Regions from separate parts of the Bombyx mori genome. Here region 2 is linked to region 1. A link is a contact called in public Hi-C data. All regions are on one chromosome and are shown on one strand. The core of a region is the stretch at or near the end of the contact, and the rest is flanking DNA. Distances in the headings are between cores, read along the strand shown. Region 1 holds the start of LOC101742959 (neuroglian). Region 2 overlaps LOC101742959 (neuroglian).

Evidence for each region. Hi-C and Micro-C count contacts between places; a contact is called where the count stands out from the background.
Region 2: a contact with region 1 is called in a Hi-C map of whole pupa, with 2.2 times the contacts expected there. The contact joins the enhancer-like site here to the promoter of LOC101742959 in region 1. A contact is called at or near these places in 2 of 7 Hi-C or Micro-C datasets (both in whole pupa).

What each region holds. Positions count from the first base shown.
Region 1 is chr5:18,529,362-18,536,969 of ASM3026992v2, reverse strand. It overlaps LOC101742959 (neuroglian), which reads right to left and starts at 2,738. Exons shown (of 16, transcript XM_038010863.2): 1 at 2,558-2,738; 2 at 2,087-2,176; 3 at 742-868. The coding sequence starts at 2,144. LOC101738160 (scm-like with four MBT domains protein 2) reads right to left here. Exons shown (of 7, transcript XM_004923815.5): 6 at 6,682-6,866; 7 at 5,976-6,597. The coding sequence ends at 6,032. LOC101738294 reads left to right here and starts at 4,015. Exons shown (of 2, transcript XM_004923816.3): 1 at 4,015-4,185; 2 at 4,950-5,987. The coding sequence starts at 4,182. The coding sequence ends at 5,965.
Region 2 is chr5:18,567,019-18,574,626 of ASM3026992v2, reverse strand. LOC101742959 (neuroglian) reads right to left here. Exons shown (of 16, transcript XM_038010863.2): 7 at 6,857-6,998; 8 at 4,968-5,095; 9 at 4,279-4,560; 10 at 3,864-4,086; 11 at 3,640-3,784; 12 at 3,373-3,534; 13 at 2,099-3,071; 14 at 1,428-1,635; 15 at 812-909. Among protein-coding and RNA genes, the nearest start is that of LOC692919, 13 kb to the left of the region's middle. Within about 2 kb of position 3,841, at least 3 of the 8 cell types and tissues checked have open chromatin away from gene starts, as enhancers often do.

The sequences.
Region 1 (7,608 bases), core at 1,489-3,988:
TTCTATTGTCAGACTATTAAGCTTCTATTATATAAGCACAGATTTTTTCCAAGACTACATAATAGACAAATAATATTAAAGACAATAATATTAATCTATTTTGAAATTGACCACAGAATTCATCAATAAACAAAAGAGTATAAATGCGTGTGTGTAAAATAGATGGGAGTGTGTGTTTTATTTTTAATGCAAAAATAAAAAAATATATTAGCATTCTGTACTTCTCTCTTCTCTATAAGTGTAAGAAATTTCATACTTCTTTTTCCATGCAATTTTCGTAAAAAGGGGTACAAAGTTTTTGCTTCAAATATTTTAAAATATAGATATAGTATAACTAATAAGTATATAATGCGTATACAAGTCTGCATAAATATAAATGCTATACATATTAGGTTACTTAGATGAAAAATTTGTTCTGTGGAGAAAGGTATCTACTATCATTATTTAGATATGATAATTGTGTAAAAAAAACCAACTAGATATGCCATTGCAGATCATATCAACAGCTGACCTGCTATTGAAGTCAGTGATGTAGTTAATATAATCACTAACTCAGTCTGTATCTTTCTATGAATTTGATACAGTGTTCACACATATAGAATGTGAAATTTGGCAGCTGACGTGCTATTGCAACTACACAAAGTTTAAAACCTTAAACCACCTAAGTAAAGGGGATAAATTTTAATTCCTAAAGATTGAGTTCTACAGTTTTATAAAATAAATAAAAATAAATGTGCGTACTTAGGTGCTGGTTCTCCTTCAGCCTCGCACTCTATAATAAAAGGTTTATCCACTTCTCCCTGTTGCGCCACTTGGAACAGGATTTCTTCCTGAGTCGGTTGCTTCACGATTTTTGGTGGAGATGTTACTGTTGGCAAAATATTTAAGTTAATCTTTAATTTTTGCATATACAGCACAAGTTTTTAAAAGAAAAGCTTCATTTATTTGATAAATTTACATTCAGTTAGTATTATAGATTGCTAACACCATTACATGATTCTAGATACTGAAACTTTTGCTTGACTGGGAAGATGTGGTGTTTTTTTTCTTTTTTCCTTTCTAATGCAGCACCAGGCTGGATGGTGAGTGATGACCAGTCCTCACTTATATAGAAATGTATATCACTTATATAGACTATGTGGGAGTTGAAATCCACTGTCACGTAGATTTTTTAAGCAAATATATACCGATCACAAATAACACCACGAAAAAGTGATGATGTTGTAAATATAAAACTTACAAAACTATGTAATTTACTTATTTAGAAAAATTAAAAAAACGTACATAATACAGTAAATTAATCATGTTTTATCTGTAGATATTTAAAAAGTGCAATATTATACTCATATTTTTAAATAATAATTAGTTTTAAAAACTTTTCCAATCTTTTTCTTTTAACTTAACAAAAAATTACTTCAATTGGTGTATAACACAAGTGAATCCATCTGATATTAAAAAGATTCAAACTGTTGTTATTTATTTAATCAGATATCCAGTGTACATACAGCATACAATATACATACAGACAGACATACTGCCTTTATGTAGGATATGTTCAATGGTAATCAATAATAAAGTAATTAGGAAACTTAGAACACCAATTTAGAAATTATTTTCATTGTAATGTATTAAATAATATCTTTATTATATAATGTTTAGTAATAGATCCAGTTCCAAGCAGAAACAGAAGGGATTTCCATTCATTCAGGGACTTGTTTCACAATAAGAAATAAAAGTGTGCTTGAACTATTATTTCATATTGTTATTACTCTTCTGTTGGAACACGTTTTTATTTTATTTAAGGAAACTCAAATATGTAAAATTTGTTATTAAAAATCAATTTACTATGATTAAATACCTAAAAACAGACTTTTAATTTAGAATATAGAATAATAACTAAGAGCATAGTTGTTGGAAAGGGCTTCGTGTTAAATAGACTGTGAAATCTAGCTACAGGACAGTGAAAGGGACCTAAGTTACATTGACTATATCACACGAAATTCTGCAAACATATATGTTGCTAATATTTTTAACGGAAATTTATACTAGATTGAGAGATGTACAGATGCGAATATATAATACTCACATAAAGCAGCGGCCTGCGAGACTAACGCTATGAAACACAGAATTCTGCTCGTATCCATTGTGAGGACTACGTCGTTCACAACTCGTTTATCTAACAAGAAACAAAATAAACAACTTTAAAACATAGCAAAACACATTTCTCCAGCACACATGTTCGCCGCACTCGATGACCTAATCCGAATAAAGAATACAGACACACTACAATGACAACACCCACTAAAAATAGTTGCCGGGAATTCAATCAATTCCCATACGTTTTGTGACACAATAACATTTTAAACATACTAAAACTATAAAGATATCGTAAATCTTTCTCTGGATAAAGTATTACCGGCAAAGAATGCCTTAAAGCCGCGACAAACTAAGCTATTTATTTCAGTATGCGACAAATCGATAATTACATTCCAGTAAGAAAAGTTTGCTTGTTTTAAATAAGAAAGTAACGGTTTTTACTTAACAAATTCGTTATTACCTAGATTTCTTGTTTTAATACAATAACATCGCGAAAACTAACAAACTAAAAATATTAATGTAAAGGCGGGGCCTCTGAGATTCGCTGTCGACTCTCGTTCGTTCGTACTTCGTTCATAAAAATTGATGAAATTGACGGTTCAACGTCGGTTCGGTTCAATGACTGTTAAGCCAACGCCATAAATATATTTTTATTCGGCTTTGCAGCCTGTATAGGCAAAGGGTATCGTAGATATTTTATACGTGACAAAGCAAAGGAAACACAGCCTATACTTCCAAGCTTCTATTTTATGAAGGTTAAAGCAGTAAACGATACCCGTAATGAAATTTAATTACTACACATTTCACAGTAAATTGGTGAGAACCTACTAAGCTATAATGGAATTTTTGGAAGAAACCATTTTCGGGTTTTGTTCTATCTTCTCACCTTTATGTATTTCATTTAAATATCACTTCTCTACTTTGAAAAAGCGGCGGAACAAGATAACCTTCTTATCGTGGTCACCGCTAACTACATATTCGAATCAGGTGATGGAATAAAGCAAAGCCGCGGTCGCCCAAAACATGTCTTGTCGGATACGCTGGATCCACTCTCGGTGCATTTAGGCTCTGCAAACATCGGTCACCGTCCTCGCAAGATTAATATTTAAATTATTAGTCCTCGTCGAACTCGTCGACTACGACGAAGAGCTCAACATGTGAACTAGTCCATAGATACAAACCACTGAATTTTTCGCCGGATCTTCTCAGTGGGTCGCGATTCCGATCCGGTAGTAGATTCAGAGAAGCAATACTCTTGCTAGGACCAGTGTTAGCAATTCTCTAAGGTTGAGCCCGTGAGCTTATCTACCGGTCAACGGGAAGTTGGGCGAAAGAGGCGAAAGAGACTCAAGAAGATGTCGCATAAGCTGCTCTGCACGCACCTTAAGAACAAATTTGAAGTCGTCGTGGCCTAAAAGATAAGACGTCCGGTGCATTCGTATCGAGCGATGCACCGGTGTTCGAATCTCGCTGGCGGGTACCAATTTCTCTAATGAAATACGTACTCAACAAATGTTCACGAGTGACTTCCACGGTGAAAGAATAACATCGTGCAATAAAAATCAAACCCGCAAAATTATAATTTGCGTAATTACCGGTGGTAGGACCTCTTGTGAGTCCGCACGGGTAGGTACCACCGCCCCGCCTATTTCTGCCGTGAAGCAGTAATGCGTTTCGGTTTGAAGGGTGGGGCAGCCGTTGTGACTATACTGAGACCTTAGAACTATATCTCAAGGTGTGTGGCGCATTTACGTTGTAGATGTCTATGGGCTCCAGTAACCACTTAACATCAGGTGGGCTGTGAGCTCGTCCACACATCTAAGCAATAAAAATAAAAAAAAAGAATAACGGCATTCCATAAGCCATCCTCTTTTTGCTACCTACTTTTAGTTATATTATGTTATGTGATCCGTTGTCATTGATTCTATATTTTTGACAACGTCAGAAGGGCGCGAATTTAAAATGATATTTTTGAAATTTTGAAAATTATTTTATTTATAAACCTGCCATAAATCATCAATAAGTAATTTCAAACTATTTTTTTTATTTCAAATTAATTGATGTGTTAATGATTAGCCCTGAAAATGCGTAAGTTATTGATTAGCTTTGCAACAATTTATTTTAACATATTAGCTAAAACATGTAGCATTGTATATTAAATTTATGAAAATTAAATTAGCAATAGCGAATTAAAGTACGTATGGATCTCTGTCTTTCAAATAACCGTTAGGTGTTTAAAATAATGAAAAGAAATTTTATAAATTGCGATCTTATTACGATTTAAGCTACTGAGTTTTCACCAGATCTTATCAATGGGTTGCGCTTCCGATCTGGTGATAGATTCAGCGAAGCTTATTAGGGTAAATGTTAGCAAACTTTCTCAGGCTGAGCCTCGTCACTTTGCTCACTAATCAAGAAGACGCCAAAATAGATCCTCGAAGCTACTGGCAGATTACTGGTGGTAGGACCTCTTGAGAGTCAGCGCGGGTAGGTACCACCACCCTGCCTATTTCTGCCGTGAAGCAGTAATGCGTTTCGGTTTGAAGGGTGGGGCAGCCGTTTTAACTATACTTGAGACCTTAGAACTTATATTTCAAGGTGGGTGGCGCATTTACGTTGTAGATGTCTATGGGCTCCAGTAACCACTTAACACCAGGTGTGTGAGCTCGTCCACACATCTAAGCAATAAATAAAAAATTGTAGGCTAAAAAATAAACAACACTTATAATTTGCAGTAGGTACTTATTAAAGTATACATATAATGATAACAATAACTACTTTAATGGTGAATTTTACAGGTGTATTATTAATAACCGAAATATTTCGATACATTTGCGTTTCATTCCTTGCAGCTAACGCCTGTGATCTTTACTTGAAGACCCGGCACAGTTTCTGTTCTCCACGTCAAAGAGCGCCCATCGTCTTTAATTCAGATGTGAACGTTTCGAAAAGTTCCTCACAGTCCCACGAGTATTCATCTCCAAAGTATTACGAACGATATGAGCACGATGAAGTGCCCGTTAGGGAATCCGATTTAAGTGCTACCACCGATAAGGATGTCATACTAACAAATTCAGAACTCGACAAAATCGAAAAGAGAGTTTATGAGACTGTTTCACAAGAACTGCAAACCGACGAGAGCTCATCTATCAGTCTCGACTCGAACATAAAATTCTTTAAGACGACTGTAGAAAAGCTATTTGAGAACTTTTACACCAGCATGAGAGATTTTGACCTCTACAAGCAGCGGTTTAACGAAATCTTAGCCAAAAATAAAGAGGAATCCTTGGTCGACATGGAGGACTTTATTAATGACATGTTCCAGAATATGATGTCTTCGGTCGACATTAAAGTGACCGGCTCAACGACCACAGCTAAACGTTCCGGAAATTGTGACGCATCCACACCCACCAACTCGCAAGGGTCGGAAGGATACGTTACGTTTTACAATGGAAACCTCAATACGGACTCTTCGTTTAACGAACAGTCCTCAGCTACGAGGAGTTCAGGAGACGGAGGGGAGACCTTTAACCTATATTTGGTCGAGGGGACGTCTTGCGTACAAATTAACGTGGTGGAAAGAAGTCGCCTCTCGGAGATTAATATCAGAAACTTGGATTACGAGTCGGTCCGAAATAAGTTCGCGTCTGCGGAGAATTTGAAAAAATTGGGAGACGAGTTCGATGAGGACAGCTGGGCGGCCGAGCGCCGAGACCGCGTCCCCAGCGACCTGGACATCCGCGTCAAGAAGTGCTCGGCCAAGAAAAACATTTACTCCAACGAAGACTTCACGGTCAACGAGGGCGGTGACGCTAAATCGTTATTAACCAAAATCTGCAGTTACATTTGCAAAAAGTTTCGAAAATAAAATGCTCGAATATTCAACAAAACATAGTTTATTACGGACTAGAAGTACACGGGCGGCGGAGGGAGATCACGAGCCGCAGTTCTGCTCGAAGTTGTGCGTGTACCAGCGCACGATGGCGATGTGCTTGCTGAGCTGCAGCGCGAACTCCTTCTTCATGTGCAGGAAGTCTCTGATGACGGGCAGGTCCAGCATGACGAAGGCCTCGCCGTCGATCTCCTCCCGCTTCATGCGCTCGGCGACGGGCTTGCAGTCGTCCGTGCTGCTCAGGTAGGCGTACACGTCGTCCACGCTCCAGTCCAGCGGGTTGCGGGACAGCTTCAGCTCGAGGGCGAGGTCCCGCTCGAAGGGGCGGGGGGCGTCCCGGGCGCCGCGGAGCTTCTTGAGCTCGGGCTCCTCGGCGTCCGACACGTCCGAGATGCGCTTGTCGCGCGACGTGGAGCTGGTCTCCGTGTCGCTGTCCGGGGACGCCCGCTTGCGCACGGCGCGCACCGGCCGCGGGGAGCACTCGCCGGGCTCCTTCTCGCGCTCCTGCGAGGGCTGCTCCTTGTCTCGCTTCTCGTGCGCGCCCTTCTTCTTCTTCTTCTTGCCGTTGACGCTGCCCTTGGGTCGGCCGCGGCGCTCCGTGCCGTTATCTGCAACGCAAGGGGCGGAATGATTGAGCGGCGGAGTGTGCAGGGGCGGGCGCGGGTGCGAGTGCGGAGGGTGGCGCTACTGACGGAAGGTGGCCTTGTCGACCTGGTGGCAGGCGTGCGGGCAGGCGGCGCGGGGGCGGGAGTAGTGGTGGGTGCCGAAGAGCGCGGGGCAGGCCTGCAGACGCACGCAGGCGGCGCGGCAGAAGGCGGGCACCTGCGCGCGGCGCGTGGCGATGGGCACGTAGGCGTGGTACGTGCTGCTCTTCAACCTGCGGACACGAGCGCGCTCTCAGACCGTGCCACTGTTGTCTCGACACCGGACCACAACAACATTACCTACACTCGGGCGCAATGAAATCGCACATCTGTACATTTTTTGAAAAATATTATTTACTTCTTTTTATTTAAAAAAATACATATATTTTTTAACATAAGGTTAAAGGATAGTTCAATACCTATTCAATGATACCACATAAGACATGATAAGTTTACCTGCCTGCTGAAACAAAACGACAACAGCAAACTTCAAAAATTGCTCCCTCAACTCACTGCAGTTTGCAAGACCAACTGCAGGTATAAAAAGGCATGTTTTGTGTAAAACGTCATCAGTTGCAAGCCAACGCTTAACCTGATAAGACCTCTAGTGACTCCAATTGCATTTGTCTGAAAAAGATGGATACTACTCCGGAAAAAGCCCCTCAAGTCGTCGCTCTAATTGAAGCGGGCCAGAACCAGAGTGCTGTAGCTCGACAACTGAATATCAGCCGATATTCAGTTCGTCGTGTGTACCAGCGCTATCGGGAGACTGGTGGCTTTGAAAGGCGACGAGGATCTGGTCGAGCAAGAGCTACAACACAGCGCGACAACAGATTTCTTGTAACGACAGCGTTGCGAAATCGTCGTTTGACTGCCGTTGAACTTGCACAGCAGCTTCAACAGGTGCGTGAAGTGGTAGTCAGCAGGTGGACAGTCAGAAGGAGACTTGCCGAAAGTGGTTTGACTGCGCATAGG
Region 2 (7,608 bases), core at 2,592-5,091, 37 kb before region 1:
AAAAATCAAAATGAAAATAAATCTTAGCATATGGAACGTGCGATAATTTTATATCTTTATTTGAAAACTATTTTTGAAATAGTACAATAAAGATTATGAACGCCCGTTCTTTTTAACAATAAACGCTAATATAATCATGTAAAATATTAAAAAAAAAATCACAACTCAAGTTACTAATTAAACCAATTATGGCAGGAGTCGGGATTGTCATATTAACAACACTGATCAGAACTCATAACGTGATCCAATTTGTAAGTCATTAGATACGTACGAAATTTGAATTAATTTTTTTTTTTGTAATTATTTTTAGAGTCGATCAGGCAAAGGTTTTAAGGAATATACAGGCTAGGCTAATGATGGATCTGGGGAAATGATTTTTAAACGAGCGTTGCAAATGCTTGCGAGGCTGAGTCCGGCTGGCCGGATGTTGGCGGACGTCGTTTCCGGCCGTACTGTCCGATGAAGGAGCCGTCCTCGTTCATGCCGGCTGCAAGCACACATGCGTACAGCCACACAACACAAGACCACTATGGCCGGGACACACTGACGTGACCGACACTAACAGAACATGCTTAAAAATGTCGTTTAAAAAACAAAAAAACAAAACACAAACATAGCAAGCGCCTTAGCGAAACAAACTTAGCAACTGTCATATTTTTTTTGTAGTTGTAAATAAAGTTAAATCATTAACAATATTTTATTTAAATATGAATACTGAAGTTGTACTAGGACTAGCACTAGCACAAGTAAATCCAAAACCAATGAACATGGACATCAAATGCTTAGAAAATAGATCGCAGTTGTGGCTTACCCGTCTCTCCGTCGCCGTACTCCGCCATCGAGTCCGTGTCGCTCTCGGGCCCCGGCTTGGTGCCGCTGCTCATCGAATGGCGAGACTTGTTGTCCAATCTAAGCAGAGCAACAATACTGTATATAGCACTGCGGAAGGACTCACAAGGACACGGCTACGTGGGCTTTTTGGCGGGAACGCGATGAGTGAAGTTGTGTGATTTGTTTTATTTTGTCGATTTAGTGTTTCTTCAGGTTTAAATGTGTAATAACGGTGGTTTATTAACTGTTTAGTATCTGTGAAAGTGCACAAACAAATGTGGGAAAATGAAACAAAGCCGAAAGCTGAACGTAACTTCGCGGGATCCTCCAAAAAGTCCACTGAAAAAATCTTAGTAAATGACCACCATATTACTGAGATTATATTTCATCTCATATTTTTTCATTTAATTTTATCCCAGTTGATTAATATCTCAAATTAATAATATTCATTTCACTCCATATTATCATTTTTCATAAAAATAAGACATGACTTAAAGGTCTTAGTAACCAGGTCATAAAATCCCTTAAACTGCCACGGCTAGGTCTGCGGGCGGGTAGAGGCGGGTAGAGGCGGGTAGAGGCGGGCGGGTACGTACGGGTGCGTGTACTCGTGGAAGCCGGCGTCGGGGTAGTCCCTGCGGCCGTGCGCCAGCTCGCGGTCGTGCACGTCGTACTTGCCGCCGCGGTTCCTGCGCAGCACGCACACCAGCACCAGCAGCAGCAGCAGGAAGGCCAGCGCCAGCATCACGCCGATGAACCAGCCCGCGGTCGCGATCTTCTCGTCCGGCTTCACTATCGGTCCGTCTACTTGGCACACAAGCGAAACGCACTATGTATTTTAGATTTTAATAGCTGACCCGGCAGACTTCGTAGTGTCTCAATCGATAAATAAGATCTAAACTTTTGTATAAAATAAACTTAAAACAAACAAAAGGAATCCGTTCGACGGAGGATACATCAAAGTAAAAACAAAATTGTTATTTTTATTTAATTCCGAGGTTTTTGATATTTATCTACCTTTTAAACCTTCTCTGGACTTCCAAAAATCATTAAAGTGCAAAATTAGCCAAATCGGTCCGGCCGTTCTCGACTTTTAGCGAGACTAATGAACGGCAATTCATTTTTATATATATAGATTTTCCAATTTTTAAATCACGTATCTGTTAATTGTTTTCTTTGAGCGTGGAGAGATTAATTAATAAGAATATGACTATTTCGATAAAACGCCTTTTGTGCAAAGGTGCGTCGTGCGCCGAATGCAACTCACCTATGGAGGTGTCGACCGTCCGCAGCTCGCTGGTGCTGAAGTAGTGGCCGTCGTGCACCGTGACCTTGACCTCGTACAGCTGGCCGGGCTCCAGCCCCGTCAGGATCACGAAGTCGTCCTCGGTGATGTCGTTGGTCCGCTGCCAGTCGGGGTGCCCCTTGAGCCGGTACCAGGCCACGAAGTGCGTCCCCGCGTGTCCGTCGAGCGAGGGGATCCAGCGGACTATGACGTGGGCCGTGCCCTCCTTCCCGGGCAGCGTCTCGGTCTCGAAGGCGGGCACGTCGGGCTGCGCGGTGAGCACGTTGTTGGTGGACTGCTCCACGTAGTAGCCCTTGCCCTCGCCGGCCTTGGTCTTGGCGCGGATCTCGATCCTGTACTTGGTGTTGGGCTCGAGGCCGGCGAGCTTGGCGCGGTCGAACTTGGGGTCGATCTCCTTCTTGCGCTCCTTCGGAGTCTCCACGGCCGTGGCGATCACCTTGCTGTAGTAGATCTTGTAGCCGGTGAGGACGCCGTTCTCCTCCATGGGCTTCTCCCACTTGAGCAGCATGGCGGAGGAGCCGATAGGGTAGGCCTCGAAGGAGCGAACGGTGGAGGGCTGTCCCTCGGGGGTGACGAAGCTGAGGGTGTCGCTGGCGGGCCCGTTGAAGCGGCCGTTGTAGGCGAGGATGCGCACGTTGTTCTTCTTGAAGGGCTTGAACTTGTTGACGAGGGCGCTGGTCGCGTCGGACTCCACAAAGATCTCCTTGAGCCGGTCCTCCTCGGCGTCGGTCCAGGTCTGGATTTTGTATCCTTTGAAGTGCCCCCGCAGTGACTCCGGCGCCACGGGAGTCCAGCTGAGCACGGCGCTGGTGCCGGACGTCACCTGGGACAGGCTGAGGTTGCCCGGAGCCTGAGTGGGTCGGTCCTCTCCGGACCAGCCGATCACTTCAATGGGAGTCACGTTCGATGTTCCTTTGAAGTTCACCGCCGTCACCTACAAATCATGCAGATCCTTTTAAATCATTGTTTTAACAACAAAACATAAGTTCTATATAGAAAAGTGCGAGTTTATCGTCGGTTCCTGCCGCCACAGACGTGCGACTTAGGATAGTTTTTGTATTGTTATGTAAATGTGTTTAAAATTTTGAATTTCGTTTTAGATTACGAATTTAAAAAAGCTCCACGTGCAAGTAAATATGAGCCCCTATCGATTTCGAAGAAACTTGTGAAAGCTTAATTAAAAAAATTATATCAGACTAAAACTAAATATATGTTATTGCAAGCAGCGTACGCACCTTGATCTTGTAGGGCTGGAAGGTGGGGGTGTTGGTCACCAGGTGTTCGGTTTGCTGCCAGTCCCGGACCTGGTGCTCTTCCCAGGGTTGTCCCGTGATGTTCCGGCGCCACGACACCAGATAGTAGAACCCGGGGCCGTTGTGTTCGATTTGAGGCATTTTCTGACGGATATAATGAGACGGTTGAAACAGATTGGCGCAGGTCCACTCTTACGACAATCTGCATTGTCGCGTTAGCAATGTACTGTGTGTGGTGGAGAGCGTTACCGTCCACGATATGAGCATGTTGGTGGGGTCGGTGCCCTCGCCCTTCACGTTGTCGGGGTTCTTGTAGGGCACGTCGGGCTGCGTGGTGCACACGTCGGAGTGGCCCGAGGGCGCTGACGGGCCGATCTTGTTGTGCGCCACCACGCTGTCGGTAGAACGTTGTAATGTTTAGCTATGTGTATATTATGTAGGTGTGTGGTGGTGGTGGCGGCGGCGGGACTGACCGGAAGGTGTAGTTGGCCCAGGGGCTGAGCGCGGCGGTCCAGGCGGAGTCTACTGGCGGCACGGCGGCGGCGGCGACGGCCCACACGTGCGGCGTGAAGCTGGTGTTGTAGTGCAGCGAGTAGCGCAGGATGGGCGCGCGGTTGTCGCCCGCCGCCCGCCACCGCACCGTGGCCGTGCGCGCGCCGCACTCCGCGCCCGTCAGCACCGGCGGGTTCGGCTTGTCTGCACACACACTCACACTCAAATACCAAGCTCCACACCCTCAATAATGAATTTCAGATCAGACTGAGTCCCGGTTTGAAGAGTCGGATATTAAAACCGTTTTTGCATATTATTGAGTGCCAAACCTGAACGGCGCTAAGCTAAGCTAAAACAAGTCCTTTCGTTTGTATCTGTAGTGAGGGCGGGTCGAACCTTGGACGGTGAGCGTGGCCTGGGCGCGCGCCTCGTCGACGGGCGTCCTGGCGATGCAGGTGTACTGGCCGGAGTCGAGCTCGCTGGTGTCGGAGATGAGCAGCGAGTAGTCGTTGGTCATGCGGAAGCGCGGCTGGCTCTCGAAGTCGATCTGCTGGCCGTCGTTGAGCCAGATGATTTGCAGCGGCAGCGAGTCGTCCGCGTTGGCGTTGCAGCGGAACGTGGCCGACGAGCCCGCCGCCACCTCGTAGTGCTCCGGCTTGTCCGTGATCACCGTGTGCTCTGCGGTCCAAACGTACAACCGTTACTTGGCGCTCCGTGGTCGCAGTGAGCGGCGAGCGGGCGCGGGGGCGGACACCTCGCGCCACGTCGAGAACACAATTCAAATCGGTTTGAGTGGTGTTATTTAAGAGTATTTCTTAACAGTGAACACTTTACGTGAAATATCAACAGACGATAAATGTGAGGATACTGAATTAGTGTTTAACAAAGTTACTACAAGAGTCCAGAATTCTTGAATAACACTTCGAAGGCCCGGGTCCGCGGCGGTGTTCGATAGTGGTTGGCTACTTATTAGCTAATTCACCACTAATAGCACTTGTCGACAATATTCGTTCCTCGACCGTGCGTGAGCGGGCCGCGACTACGAGTGTATGGTGGAGGTTCAATTGGAGGGCACGTGTCCTTACTCTTGACCACCAGCGATCCGTAGGCGGAGGTCTCGCCGAACTTGTTCTTGGCGTAGCACTGGTACGTGCCCACGTCAGTGAACGACACGTCGCGGATCACGAGGTCGCCCTCCGCCGTTATGTTGTATCTGTTCATTGGAAATTATGTTTAAACTAGGATTTTGATGAAGAAGTGGAACTTATTTCTAGTGGCTGGGAGTCGCGAGCTCGCAGGGAATTTGCTATCACTACATAGTATAAAACAAAGTAGCTTTCTCTGTCCCTATATCTGTCTGTCCCTAAGAATGCTTAAATCTTTAAAACTACGCAACGGATTTTGATGCAGTTTTTTTTATTAGATAGAGTGATTGAAGAGGAAGGTTTATATGTATAATAACATCCATTAAATAGTGGAGAAATCAATAATAAACTACAGTTTCGAAGCGAAACGAGGGCGGGTCGCTAGTAACCTATAATTGCGGAGGATGACATTCAATTGAGTTTCTCCAGAGTCCTCATCAACATAATTCTCTATATGTCAGCATTGAGTTTAGCATAGTAAATTAAGAGTAATTCAGCAAAATAAATTGTTATCTTGGTATTAAACGAAACCATCGCTATTATCCATGTCAATACGAGACTATCAGTACAACTGTGAAGCAATAGAACTTACTAATGTCAAGTTCATTATAAAATAAATATAGGACAATGCAACATTATGAATGCTCTGGCAGCGACATGTTTTCTTTGTCTCGCAAGTGTGACATAACGGAGCGCCCAATACAAAATTCGTTTCAATCAAAATGACCCACAACACTCCGGCGAAGTAACAGAATGCCGACTAAATATAAAAGCCGGGAAAGGTCTCGGTAAAGGTCAGATACGAATTAAACTCTTTAAAGGGAAAACGGGTCGAAAATGATTATAGAATTTAAATCGAGTGACAATATTTAAGGATGTATTATTGATTTGATACTATATCAAGCCCTGATTTAGTTGCAAATGTTCGGTTTTGTTGGTAAACATTTTCTGTTACACAATAAAATAACAAAGACACCGGTCTCATTACGTATGGTAAGTGACGAAATATAAAATATATGTGTTAATGCTGCAATTGAAGAATAATTTCGAAACTAGTCGTAGCTTGTATGTTGTATTTATTGTTGTGGAATATCTCGTATATCGTCGTACTTCCTTGCCTTCCTGAGTAGGAGTGGGCTCTGTAGATACCATAGCTTCCATGTACCATTCAGCCGAAAAGCGTTGCAGATTCTAAATGTTGAAATGAAGTCGGGTCTGATCTGATGTTGGACGGTTACCAGATCCCATAGACACCAAAGCCTGAATTTCGATCCTTGTCGGTCGCAACAAGAGGTAACCCCGGGCGGGCTGGCGGAACTGTTGATTACCTTGCAGTATAATCAAGGCGCCGGGAGAGATCAGAATTCGCCTACGGAAATCTTACAATAAAAATACTACCAACATTCATGGAAAAGTGTAAATAAGATATCGCTGCCAGCAACGCTGTCTGCTTTTGACGATTTCAATAATTTTTTTTTATTACTTAGATGGGTGGACGAGCTCACAGCTCACCTGGTGTTAAGTCGTTACTGGAGCCCATAGACATCTACGACGTAAATGCGAGACCCACCTTGAGATATAAGTTCTAAGGTATCAAGTATAGTTACAGCGGCTGCCTCACCCTTCAAACCGAAACGCATTATTGCTTCACGGCAGAAATAGGTAGGGTGGTGGTACCTACCCGCGCGGACTCACAAGAGGTCCTACCACCAGTAAAAAGTGGTATTCTTCAAACACCTTATTATTTCACTACTGCATAGTGGCGGGTCGGAAGCACCATGATCACGCGTCGCGTTTCTCCTCTGCAAACGCGTGCGAAGATTACTTACTTCCCTCCTGTGACGTCGACGTTGTCCTTCATCCATTTAACGATAGGTTTCGGTGCTCCAAAGACTCTGCACTTGAGCACAGCCTCGGAGCCGTCCACGTTGGTCAGGTTCATGGGACCCTCCTTGATTTCAGGGGGAATGGCTGCAAGTTCAAATAATAAATTAATACATCAAATGTGCGGACACAAACACACACACAGACAATGAAAGTTATGATTCTTTTGTCATCATGAAATTGAGATATATAAAAACACAAACTCAGCGTTCTGAGAAATTATATGTATGATGTAAACACATATCATCTTTCTTAGCATTGTACCAACTTCAATAGTCTTCTTACCGCAATCATTTTTACCATTTATAATCTAATTTTTAAACCTATAGTACTTTGTTCCCTTAGTGCTGACATGTTCTTCTTCAAGCGGGGTTTGTAAATAAAGGGCCTCGGTTGTATCTCTAAGATTCTAGATGGCCATTAGCCACGATAACTCCTGGCCTGACCTGTCATAGGCCTTAAGCTCATCTGCCTTCGAAGTCATGCGACGTGCTCAAATTTGTCTATTTATGCATTATTCATGTCTTTCATATGAACTGATTAAATATAGCGAATTTCTATATAAGCTAAGGGAAATTAACGTAGTTAACGAACACACATCGCGATAAAGTTCTCATGCATCTTGATTGCCACAGAAAATACCACATAGTTTAAAATGGTGGTGACCATTTATTGCCGCTTCGTCAACAAGTCCCCT